2 separate regions of the Rattus norvegicus genome follow, and region 1 is linked to region 2. Evidence: chromatin contacts called from public Hi-C data. All regions are on one chromosome and are shown on one strand. Each heading gives the region's core, a stretch centred on a gene start, on an enhancer-like site or on the middle of the called end of the contact. The rest is flanking DNA. Distances are from core to core; before and after follow the strand shown. Region 1 overlaps Mef2c (myocyte enhancer factor 2C). Region 2 has its middle 39 kb from the start of Trnap-ggg1.

Evidence for each region. A called contact is a pair of places that touch in the nucleus more often than the background predicts.
Region 1: a contact with region 2 is called in a Hi-C map of frontal cortex, with 5 times the contacts expected there. The contact joins two enhancer-like sites. A contact is called at or near these places in 3 of 12 Hi-C or Micro-C datasets (the A7r5 cell line, Schwann cells and frontal cortex).

What each region holds. Positions count from the first base shown.
Region 1 is chr2:15,863,681-15,867,112 of GRCr8, reverse strand. It overlaps Mef2c (myocyte enhancer factor 2C), which reads right to left. Exons shown (of 11, transcript NM_001399397.1): 11 at 1-275. The region is part of intron 1 of LOC103691412 (a long non-coding RNA gene); the gene reads left to right. Among named protein-coding and RNA genes, the nearest start is that of Mir9-2hg, 57 kb to the left of the region's middle. Within about 2 kb of position 1,277, at least 14 of the 93 cell types and tissues checked have an H3K27ac peak or open chromatin away from gene starts, as enhancers often do.
Region 2 is chr2:14,350,338-14,353,719 of GRCr8, reverse strand. No RefSeq gene overlaps it. Among named protein-coding and RNA genes, the nearest start is that of Trnap-ggg1, 39 kb to the left of the region's middle. Within about 2 kb of position 2,024, at least 3 of the 93 cell types and tissues checked have an H3K27ac peak or open chromatin away from gene starts, as enhancers often do.

The DNA of each region.
Region 1 (3,432 bases), core at 28-2,527, 1.5 Mb before region 2:
TTTCCCTTTCGTCCGGCGAAGGTCTGGTGAGTCCAATGGGGGAGTGGAATTCGTTCCGGTGATCCTCCCGGTCGCTCCCATCGTAGGAACTGCTACAGCTGCTCAGGCTGTCAACAGGAGATCTCCCCGCCTCGTGGCGCGTGTGTTGTGGGTATCTCGATGGGGTGGTGGTACGGTCTCTAGGAGGAGAAACAGGTTCTGACTTGATGTTGAGGCTTTGAGTAGAAGGCAGGGAGAGATTTGAACTCTGAGATAAATGAGTGCTAGTGCAAGCTCTGTAGGAGGAAAGGAAACCCAGTTACAGATGGAGGAGGCCTGCAGGCCCCAGGAACTCACATTACAAACATAGCAGCTTAAAAGACTTGCATAGACTCTAGTGCGTGCCCACAATGAGAGTGCAGCTAGGCACTGCGGGGCGGCACCGCCTAGAGCCACGGAGAATGCTCCTGCCTGGGGGTAAATACACCACTTAACTGGCCCAGGCCTCGGGGATCATCTCCAGCTTCTAAAATACTCTGTAACTGTATAGATTACCCTTTCATAAAGGATTAAGACACGGTACAAAAGGTACAAAAGTCATTCTGCGTTCATGGAATTTCCCCCTATACTAGTTCCGTTCTTTTCTGAACCTTGGGAGACAGTGTTTGACTTTGAATGGCACTCTCTTGGTTTATCAGTGTCTGTGTATTTGAGATTATTTTTAAAAAACCCATTATTGATAAGAATTTCTCTCTAACTGATATGCCCATATAACTGGAGATATATATTACTAAGGGAAAACGAACAGTAAGAATCTCAAATGAACAGCACACATCAAACGCCGTATAATTATATATAACTGATGTCAGGCTTGGGGGGGGGGAAGGAGGGAGAAAGACTGAATATTATATGCAGAAAATTTAAAAACTGTTTCAAAAATCATCTCCCTAAAACTGATACCTAACTGGACTTTATCATTTGCAGCTGTCTAGAATGAAAATCCTGTCTGTAGTTCCCAATTCCTTTAATCTTAACAGGGCTAAGCAGCAGTGACGATGGTTGCTTAAGGTAACGCTTGTCTTACTTATAATAATGTTAACGGCGAATCTGTTGTTTGTGAAGGAAAGCATGTGGAGAAGAAGGAGGAGTGAGCCATCACTATGGCTCTAATCATCACTGATTTGCAGACAGTGCATTCTGGGAGACTCTGGACAACAGTTAGCCTCAGAGAAAAGCTTTAAGTCTTAAGTGTGGACTGGGGATTGATGACTGAGCAGGCCGAACCGTGCTCACTCTGCTGGCATCAGCATTACGATTTTTGTTTGTTTCTCTGTTTTGCTTTGTTCTTGCTTCATGACATGCACATCCAGAGTCAATCTGATCCAGCTACACCATCAAGAAGGTACTGCAGTCTCTTTAATTGCGGGATACTCGCGGAAAATAATTATATGTACAGAGACACCGGTTTTAAACAAAAGGAAGCAAGCCTACCTATTAATGCATGCAAGTATGCTGCTCCCTGACGGAGAGAACTACGTGTGGGCTAGTGTCTTTCTGAACAGTGAGTGCATTTCAGAGACTGCAGTGGGATAACGTGGGGCTGGCCTTTGGGGGATGTGACACAGGGTTAAGATGTACAGAGATAGAAAATTAGTCAGAAACGAATTTATCTTTGAGTAATGTTTTATACAAAAGCACCACCTACTGGCAAGGGATGACTTTCCCCTTCTTATTAGTAAATGAGCTAACATGGAGGACATTATCAAGGGGGCTCTTTGCTGCTTTAATGAGCCCTTCTGGTTTAGGCAGTCTGCACATTCAGATACAGATGCCAATCCCAGTGCACACAGTTTTCAATCTCTGTCTATCCGTGGAACTACTTATCTGAAGCTTATTATTTTAGTCTATATTAGTTCTCTGATTTTCTAAGACTTTTAATTAAATTGTCTTTAAATCAAAGCCGTATTAAGGTGGGAGACAGGAAAACACCTGTATTTCAAAGGCTCCATAATAGTGGACTATTTTATACTGGTTCAAAGTTACTTCACAATTCATTTTGATGTTTGAGGAAATCATCTTTTGACTTCTGGAAGAGTTTTCCTGCTCTGGGTAAGAAAAGCCATTTCACTAACATTTAACTAAATGCTTCTGCCGTGGATCACACCAGCGCTTAATAATGAATGCCAATAAGGAGCTTCGAAGTGACACAGCTTATCAATAAATACTTTTCTTCACTCTGGGACATTCAGCTTACACTCCTCTAAACACAACAGAGTGGGAACCTCCTAAAAATTCAGTGAGTTGGGTTCCATAGGTAACTCGTCTATATAAATTAAGTTGAAAGTAATAAGAATGAGATGATGTGTCTTTGATGTCATCACAACCTCTCCTTTGTCCCCGTTCCCAATATCAGTGGCCACGCAGAAGTTTCACAGTGTCTTGCTCCCCACAAAAAAAGGAGTGTCTATTTGTTGGTAATTCTTTACCATGACTGAACACCTTCTCTGGTGGCGGGATTTCATTTACACTTTAACACAGACTTATTCTGAGCTGGGTAGCTAGTGGAACTAAGTCTGCAGCCCAGAGCTCTACATGGTGTCTTCATCTCAAATTCACTTCACTGTGGCACGGACTGCAACAGATTGGCCATCTCTGCTACCGGAGCTACTTTCTTGCCAAGAGTAGGCAGCATTAATATCACTTAACTGTAATACGGTAGCTTGTTCTCGTGAACGAAATACAGCCACAGATAATTGTGAGACTTGAGACTACAGGTGCGAGTGAGAATGAGGTAGGGGGAGGGCGGTCCAGGCACGTCGGTACCTTGTCACGTCCTCTGAGGTACTTCTGACCCCGCTATGTAGCGTTTTAATCTGAGAGAGCTACCCTTCCTTCAGATTGCTCAGAGATAAAATGTGGATAGCTTTATTTAAGTTCCTCTCACTCTGCCACCCCAATAAAATTAGGTTTTCTTACTCTATTTAGCTTTCCCCTCCCTGTGAGGCAGTCTCATTACATATGCCAGCCTGGGCTCAAATGTTTCATCCTCCTGTCTCAGCCTTCTAAGTGCTGGGTTATAGGTGTGCATGTATCACTCAGCCTAATTTTTTTAAAAAAAGATTCATTTGTTTTTATTGATGTGCATATGTGTATGTCTCTGTGTGAGTTTGGGCATATGTGTGCAGGTCCCTGAGGAGGACAGGAGAGGGTGTTGGATTCTCTGACTTGGCTGTTCTGAATCTTCTGCTAGCCTTGTAAATACCTGTGGTTGCTGAGGCATCATCTGACCAGGCTCTGCAGCCCTGGCTGGCCTAGTACAGGCTGTACAGACACTAACTGGGGACCACACCCAGTCCTCCTGCCTAACCTTTAAGAGTAGTATTTACTCAATCTCCCCTCTGCCCCCAGCTCCTTTCTCAGTATGGGTTGAGTCTTGTCATCATCAACAAGAAC
Region 2 (3,382 bases), core at 775-3,274:
GCAAGAGATTAGTCCAGAGGATCCTCCTCCCCCAGATAACTCAAAAGGCCAGGGCGATCATGAATGGGAAAGTGTGGCTTTGTGCAGGACTGCAGAGGGTTTCATGAAGAGATGGCATTTGAGCTAGGTCCTACTGCACGAGTGGGTGTTCGCCGTGCATAGAAAGGAAGGAAGGGCACGCCAGGAAAAGAAACAGCATCTGGGACAAGCAGAGCTTTTAAAAAGTGGCATATTCAGCAGGCAGTGAGACGTGCCTGTGGCTGTGGCGTAGGGGGCATGTGGGAGAGGAGAAGAAGACTGGGAGATGGAAAGTTTTAGAGGAAAGGGCTGGGGAGGCTGTGTGAAGGACAAGCACCACACCCAGAAGGTTTAAGGGATGATGGACTAGGGTATGGTCTAGCTCCACCTTGTGGTTTCAGAAATGTCTCCTGGAAGCTCGGACAGACTAGAATGTAAACCCAACTGATATCCGGTCTTCTATGAAATAATTAAGCGAATGATTTGATCACCATTCCCTGAGAGGCCACATGTGAACATTCTCTAACTGGGAGACTTTTTGGAGGACTACGAAGAAGTAAGAATAAGTAGGGAGCTTTGTAGCTCTCTTTTAACCAGGCAGTCAGAATAGGAGGCAAAAAGAATCTTAAGAGGGAGAATGAATAGGACTGAGTGGTTAAGTTAGAAAATTGGGAAGAGATAATAAACACAATGGAACATTTGAGTAAACTCTCTGGCGTAGGATGACCTTGGTGCTGTTACCTGAAGTAAGAGGGTGAGGGAAAAATGTTTCTAGGGTCAATGAGATGTTATGCTCCACATAGAAGGTCGGAGCTACAGCAAAAAGCCGAAGACTCTCTGTTCCTTCCTGCTTTTACGGTGTCATGCATACTTGTTAGGGTGGTTATGTGCATATATGCATGAGGCCATATATTTGTGTGGAGACCAGAAGTGATGATGAGGTGTCTTTGAAGACTTGTTTTTGTATTTATGTGTATCTGTATCTGTGTGCATGTGTGCACATGTGTTCATGGAGGCCAATAGAGGGCTGGAGTTAGGAACTGCCCAGTGTTCAGTTCTCATAATCAAACCCAGGTCCCTTTGGGGAGTAGCAAGTGCTCTCAAGAACTGAAGCAGCTCTAAAGCCCTTAAAAATTTGACATCAGATGTCTGTTCTCAATGACTCCTCATTTTGAGACTGTTTCTCTTACTGAATGCAAAGCTTCTCTGTTCAGTTAAGCCAATGTGGTTCAGACATAGAGCAGTTTCCCCCCAGTACTAGGAGTTACATGGCCACACAGCTGTGAATAGCATTATAGCTGGGCTCTAGAATAGGAACTCCTGTCCCCATGTTTTTGGTGGCAAGCATTTTATTGAGCCATCTGTCTCCTTAGCCCTCCTCTGCTTTTCAAAGCTTCCGTGTCCTGGTGTTTGTTGAGAAAGCATCACTTGTCACACTGCTCCATGTAGTCAAATCCTGACATGGTCTGGAAAAAACTAAGACTAAACAAGGAACAAGAGCCGAAGCAGAGGCGCCTATAGATTCCTGATGTGTAGAGTCTGAGCTATCAGTGCTAGGCTTCTTTTTAGCCACTTACAGGTTTCATCATAGTGAGTTGTCAGTTTTAGACCTATAGATTTCATAATCTGTGGTATAACAATATCATATATATGCCATATAATAGCCCAGATATCATAGTCTAAATTTTAAAACCCAGTAAAATGTGTCATGAGATGTTTTCAGGACTAGAGATTGTTCATTTTAAACTTTGGTTCAGAGCAATACTTCTTTGAAATGACTGTGTTTTATTTTCCGACGCAGTGTTTATACTTACTATTCATGTTTGGAATGTTCAGATTCAACACAGCTATTTGTGTTCCAACTTCTCCAGAACAAACCTATAGGTTGCTCCAGAAGTATTCACAGACAACTCAGACCATAAGCTACCTACTGAGAAGACCTACCTAAATATCAGGCTACTGTGTCTGCCAAATACAGGGAGAGACAGGTCCTGGGCAGGAAGCAGGGGAACTTGGCAGCACGAGATGGGGCATTTTGCCTCATGAGTCTAGAAGTCCTGCTCCTCGCTTTTTATGTTGTCCACAAAGTTTCCACACTGCCCACCTGTCTACATGCACCAGTCAGTGATCAGTAGATAAACAGCAACCTCAAAAAAAAAAAAAAGAAAAAAATACATCTGCAATATTAGCCAGGAAAGAGAGGCAGCAAAAACCAGAATATAGGTACATTATCACTGATTGCTTTCAATTTCATAGAAATTTTTCCTTTAGCAACTTATTATGTAGATATTTATGATTCTAATTGTCTTCTGAAACTGACAAATCTCTCTCTCTTAAACACACACACATATGCACACACACACATATGCACACACACATATGCACACACACATATGCACACACACATACGCACACACACACACACACACACACACACACACACACACATATACACACACACGTCTTTCCAGGCATAAACTCAAAACTAAGTCCTTTTACCAAAAGCACTTTAAAGCATGGTTTTTTCCTTCCAATTACACAAACATATTACGGATTTTCTCATGACTTTTTAAAATTATTTTTATTATTCCATTTTTAGATCTCTAATTAAATTGGGGGGATTTTACAAAAGCACTTTTCTTTAAAACCTCAATTATTTGCTCCTCCTAAATGTTTTCCATTGCAAGGATTAGAGGTGATAAATCACAGTCGGTTTATCTCCTACGGTTTCTTCTAGCACATTGTCAGCTCCCCTCTCACCCTCATGTGCACACCCCCTGCACAGTGACTACATATGGGACAGTGTAAAGGCTGTGGGATAAGTGACACTATTAGCTCAGTGTGGTGGCTTTGATGTGTAGCTCTCGGCAGGGTTGCCAGAAGAGTGACAGGCTCCGGCTCTAATGCAAAGACTATTTCGCATCTACTTGCTTCCCCTCTAATGGTCTCCTATTACTATTAGTGGTTCAGAGCAGATGGGCACCATGGCTGCAAACCCACTTTCTTGAGATTAGCTTCCTATTTTGAGTTCCTATTCTCTGTATGTCTAAGATCTTATAAATAAAAACTATTAAAGTATTTGAAAGCATAATAGGTATTGAAGTGAGATCACTGATTTTTACCTTAATTCAAATAAAAATTGTTACATCCTATACCATCAACACGTTGCCTAATTACTGAGGCATGTAGTTCTGGAAACTCATTGGTTTGGGTTTTGGGTTTGGGGTTTTGCCTTTGTTTTGTTTTTAACTGCCTGCTGTCAATACTGTCCTGGTCTTTCTGCATATTCCTGTTCCAAAACTCTGGTTTTGATCATTTCTGGACCTCAAACAAAATGTTAAAGAATAATGTAATATTTTATATC